Linked DNA regions of Mus musculus: region 1 is linked to region 2. The links are chromatin contacts, called in public HiChIP or PLAC-seq maps. All regions are on one chromosome and are shown on one strand. Each heading gives the region's core, a stretch centred on a gene start, on an enhancer-like site or on the middle of the called end of the contact. The rest is flanking DNA. Distances are from core to core; before and after follow the strand shown.

The links. HiChIP or PLAC-seq counts read pairs in DNA pulled down with a chosen protein or histone mark.
Region 1: an H3K27ac HiChIP or PLAC-seq map of neural progenitor cells shows a contact between it and region 2, with 4 times the contacts expected there. The contact joins two enhancer-like sites. A contact is called at or near these places in 1 of 484 Hi-C or Micro-C datasets (nephron progenitors), 12 of 115 datasets of contacts at active chromatin or transcription factors (astrocytes, embryonic basal ganglia, embryonic stem cells and 4 more) and 1 of 9 other capture datasets (embryonic stem cells).

The regions. Positions count from the first base shown.
Region 1 is chr8:36,141,714-36,144,413 of GRCm38.p6, reverse strand. The region is part of intron 5 of Prag1 (PEAK1 related kinase activating pseudokinase 1); the gene reads right to left. Among named protein-coding and RNA genes, the nearest start is that of Gm38414, 13 kb to the left of the region's middle. Within about 2 kb of position 1,418, at least 44 of the 459 cell types and tissues checked have an H3K27ac peak or open chromatin away from gene starts, as enhancers often do. A contact at or near this core is called in neural progenitor cells and stem cell-derived neural progenitor cells, where this site is marked.
Region 2 is chr8:35,932,001-35,934,700 of GRCm38.p6, reverse strand. No RefSeq gene overlaps it. Among named protein-coding and RNA genes, the nearest start is that of 5430403N17Rik, 50 kb to the right of the region's middle. Within about 2 kb of position 1,315, at least 62 of the 459 cell types and tissues checked have an H3K27ac peak or open chromatin away from gene starts, as enhancers often do. A contact at or near this core is called in neural progenitor cells and stem cell-derived neural progenitor cells, where this site is marked.

The DNA of each region.
Region 1 (2,700 bases), core at 169-2,668, 210 kb before region 2:
CATGTTGTCAGGTTTGTACAGCAAAAGTTTTAACTGGCTGAGGCATCTATCTCTTTGGCTTACACTTTGAAATGAAAGGAAAATCGTGGGGATGCTTGGAACACTTTGAAATGAAAGAAAAATCGTGGGGATGCGCCCTCACAAAAGCCTTGCCTATAAATACTCATGTGCAGACTAGTCAGTGCCTGTCAAGGCCTCAGTAGACAAGTGGAGGATTGTTGCTGGGATCTCTTTATTCATACACACATACACACACACACACACACACACACACACACACACACACACACACACACTGGAGACTCGCATGTGTGGGGCACCGTGTTGCTTATGGGACTTTCACGAAATTAGCTCCTTAAATCCCACAGAGCTCAAAGCAGTAGATGGTTTAAGAGGGGAAACTGAGGCCTTATAATCTGAAACTAGTTACCGGACCAGTAACCTGAGAAGAGTTCTTTAAGTCAAATGTATAGGCTGTGGGAAAGAGCAGACCAGTTTTAAATATCAACTCGGCAACCTTTGACAAGTTACGGGAGATTCTTATCTGAAGTGTCTATACGGGAGCTTCAAATATGGAACTAGCATATATGGGACCAGGCTCCAGTGACGACAGGGCAAGGTTTCTGTGTTCCTGCTCTTTCAGTAACTGATGTCTGTGTGACTTTGCCTTGTCCTCACTCTGCTTATAGAGCCGTATTTAATCTACATTGCTGACACTGAACTCAGAGCTAACATACGATAACCTGTATTTTCTATGCAAGGCTCACTCTGGCTCCCAGCTTATGAACACTAACAGTCCTTGAGCACACTACACTTGTGAATGGAGGGGGTTAAACACCAAGCTCACAGACAACACCCACAATGAAAAGCACAAAATCTGAGAGAGAGAGGCTCTGCATATACTAAATAGAATAATAATTAATAATAATGATAATTGGTTTGAGCAGAAAGCATACACAGAGCATGTCCTGATTCCCCATCAGCTGGAATCACACACCAGGCCATCTCCAGGTTTTCTTGCCCTGCGCATGTCCACAAAGGATGGGAAAGCGTTCTGAGTATTGATTTGTGGGTTACAAATGCCTGTCAGTGGGCAGATTATGTTACAAATATGGAAGCCATAATGCTGATGGCCAGTGGCCTGCATCTTTTGCTCTGTTTTCTCTGTGCTCTGACTGGGGCTATGGTGGCTCCCAGGACTTAGCTTAAACGTGGCAGGTATGGCTTTGGGCTTGGCCCATGGTGAGTCTGCAATGACAAGGTTGCTATGGTGACTATTTTTGCCATGTAGCCATTTGGTGGCGGTGCACAGCTATCCAGAACTGGTTTGCAAGTTCTCTACAACCTCTGAGTCTGGGCCAGGCCCTGGCAGGGCCTGGGAAGGGTTTCCATGGTTGTCTTTTCTTCTAGCTATGAAAGGCTCCAGGCCCAACAAACACAGGAGCCCAGAGCCCCAACGGAGCCACTGACACTTTGCACAGAGCTGCAAATGAAGGAGCTGGGTAAATAGTAACTGAGCTGGATGTATTACAAAACCAGTGAGCTGGGCCTTCAGAAAGACCCCAAGGCACTGTCACCCCCTCCACTGAAGAGCGTTGGCCCAGGAACAGCCACCCAGCCCCCTCCCAAGCCTGGGTGGGGCATTAAGATCCTTCTCCAGTTTAGATGCAGAATGAGGAATGCAGACAAGGATCTCCATCTCTATCTCCCTCCGCAGTTACCCATCTCAATTGCAGGGGACCCTGCCCTTGGTTTGAGCTCCAGAACTTTCCAAAGACTTTGGGCTTGGCTGAAATTTCAGACTTTGTGCCAACTTCTGTCTTGTCTTAAGCTTCAAGAGTCCAGTTGATGCGTGAATAAGGAGAAAGGCCCAGAAGCTCAGACAGCACAGGTCCCATAACTATGAACTGCGGCCCTACATGGCTGAAAGTCAGCTTCTAAACCCACAAGAACTAATGATTTCTCTCTGTTTCTGCCACGTACTCGTGGAGCTGGTGTATAAGAGCCAGTTTGTGCCTGGATATTGTAGGTCAGTGAGTCTGTGACGGGAGGTCCCAGAGCCAGGCACAAGCAGGTGCAGATCTGCTATTGTACGCTGGGACTCAGAAGCAACACTGCATTTGATTTCAGTGTCGGGTCTCTGCTTAACATGCATAGCCGAACAGAGCCCAGGGACACACAGGCGGCTGGGAAGGCGCCCAGCTCCCCCTCCTGTGGGCTCTCAGATGACTGTATTCCGTCTAGACTGCACCGCTAATGAAGTAGAGCAGCTGCACGTGCCGAGTGAGGCTCACAGCTCCTCCATCTCTCCCCATCGCCAGACCAGGCACATTTACAAAGCAATAACGCCTTTTCTAATTACAGTATCGCTTCATGAGTATTTGATGCTGTTCTCCAAACGTCGTTTTTTTCCCCCTATGATTCAGTGGAATGTGGCTTCTCCAGGAAAGTCAACTAGGCATCCTCTGGGACCCTCTTTATTGGAGACGAAAGCTTATTTTCAAGTTTTTCTCCTGGTGGAAACTCCTAATGTAATAAGGAGTAGTGTTTGCTTCTATCATCTTCTGGGAAAGCCTAACTATGTGTTGTGTATTGGGGAAAATTGGCTCTAGATTCCAAGCTACTGGACACAATAACTAATAGATACGTAAAGAGTCTCTGCTCAAGGTTTGAACCCAGAGCTGGGCCCTCCTCTTGGTT
Region 2 (2,700 bases), core at 66-2,565:
CTCATTTTAGCCCAGGGTTTGGAGGTGTCAGCCCGTGGCTAGATCCACTGCTGCTAGGAGCTAGAACATCACCCTGGGAACACGGTACAGCAAATCTTATTCTATAGCCAGCAGGAAGCAGAGAGTGAAGAACAGTGTGGGCGGGCATAAGATCGATCCTTCAGTGGAATTCTTCCAGTGACTGTTATCCTCCAATTCCTAGCTTCTACCACCTCCCAATAATGGGATCAAACTGTGAGTCCATCAGTGGACTGATTAAGACAGGAACCCCATGGTCCAAACACATCTCCAAAGCTCCATCTCTAAGCTTTGCACTGAGACCAAATGTTCAACCCACAATGCAATTGGGGGGACACCTCATATTTAGACAACAGCGCAGCATCCAGCCCCGTCCCTTGTATAGAAAAGAAGTTTAACCATACATATTTACTGTGTCGTAATACGCTGGCCAAAAAGCTTACTATTCTATCTATTCACTAAGAAATTCCCAATGCACGTTCCTGGGTCCTGCTTCAGAAAGCCCCACCTCTTGCTATTGATCACCTCTGAAAAGCTCATTTCCATGTATTTTCTCCCCCATTGTATTTTTTTTAAAGAAAACCCTTTTTCTGACAGTAAGCCTTTTTCTTATTTAATGTGTGGTCACAATCGTCGACAAGAGGGGAACAGATGGCTGAGTTGGAAAGGAGACGATTCCAGGCTGTCTGAGGTTTAACAACACTAATGAAAGGAAATTTACCAAAGACATAGAAAGGCACGGGCGTTTGAGATGTTTTAAAGCCCAGCCCACTGCGCCTGGCAGCTCCTCTCCCCTGGCTCTCCCCCACCCTTTGCCCCTCAGAAGAACGTGAGGTTGCCAAGCTGAATCTGATGTAGCACAGTACTGTGGCTCTCCTAAGCACAGGCACAGGACTGGCTGGCTGGGATGCCATTGTCTTTCAGCAAATTATCTTGGCATGGTTCAGCTGCCCAGGCTGTGCCTGGCTACACCTGGCTGTGGTCCCAGATCCCCTGATGTGACAGCTAAGCAGATAATGTAATGCAGCATGGGGGGGTGCTTTATTCCATTGTGGGGGCAATTCTACTTCTGAGAGGCTATTTCATAATTCTTACACCTGCTCCATTCTGTTAGCATACGCCTCTCAGCCCCCTGCCTCTTCTCTCTCTCTGATTTTCTTTGAATAGAAAGCTTACAAAATGGCCCCATCTGTTTCTATCAGTCTTTGTCCTCTAAGGAAACCTGGCATTACATTAACCACGAGGACATTCGTCCGTTGGTCACCTCCTGGCACAGGGCAGTCAACTGCATCCCCCTAATGAAATGCTGGTGTGCTTTGACAAGGTCATACTGTATTGCTGGCTGGCCACAAGCACAAGCCAGTTCTCCTGTCTAGGCCTCCCAATGCCGGGATTACAGATTTGCACCATTGTGGCCAGTTTGGGCTCCTGTTTTCTTATGTTCTGGAGAGAAAAGGCTGTGAAACAGATGAGAATCCTCAGAGAACATGAGGCGGCAGGTGTGCATGGGGCCTGGATTACCTGAAGATCTACAGAAAACCTGAAGAAAGACTGAGAGGGTCTGTAGCTACCAGTCTCACCAACCTCATTTGACTTTCCAATATTAATTGCTATAGTGGGGAGACCTGAGGACCCGGCACCGGACTTAATTTAGATTTATGCAGACACAGCCTAGGTTTTTCAATGGGAGCAACCAACACTGATTATCTTACTATCATGATAATCCTGAAGTGGGAGGAAGAGGTTGACACAGGTGGGCATGGTCTGAAGATGGTTAGACTAGCGTCTGAGGGAGAAGTTGGGCATGCATAGAAGACATTTACTTCACCTTCGAGAAGAGACCGAAGGTAGACTAGACACTGAGCCAATCAGCAGAGAAAGGGGTGTCAGAAGAAACAGGGCATGGTCCAAGAAAGACAGATAAATACTAAACCAGCGTTATCAAAGATGCACAACCATTATCCAGTAGGTTGCTGGGCAGCACCCGTAGGCCAATGGAAAGATAGCTAGATAGGCTACATCGTAGAAAGAAAGACTTCCTGTACCAAATGAATGGACTGTGGCTAAAGTGGGTAGGGATAGGGAGCTGATCCTGGTGTGAGAGCTGTAAGCAAAGAGTGACAGGTGACAGGGTCAAGCTATCTCGTCAGAAACTTCTCTCTCTCTCTCTCTCTCTCTCTCTCTCTCTCTCTCTCTCTCTCTCTCTCTCTCTCCTTGATGTTTCTTGAATGCACCTGCAAACCAGCAACTTGGAATTGGTGATTGTCACACCTCAACCTCCTAAGACATGGGGTCGGTTCTAAGTGTCTGTGCCTCTGTGAGTGTTATCTTCTCAACGAGAGGTATATTCTAGCCCTCATGTTCGAAATCATAGTCTCTGCCAACATCCATGATTTGAGATCGATAATTGTCCATGACCATCAACCTGATCAAATTGATACATGCCTAGGAGATGAGGGAAATCCACCTCTGGTTGTGTCTGTGAGGGTGTTTCCAGAGATGATTGGATCCTGAGGACTCTGACTTAGAGGACCAATAACTGTTTAGATGGATTTATAATAAGATGGCACTATTGGAAGGTAGGGAAATTAGGAGACAACATTTAGCTGAAGGAAGCAGGTCACTGGGGCCATACCCTTAGCTAAATCTTGCCTAAACCCTATTCTCTGCTTCCTGGTCACT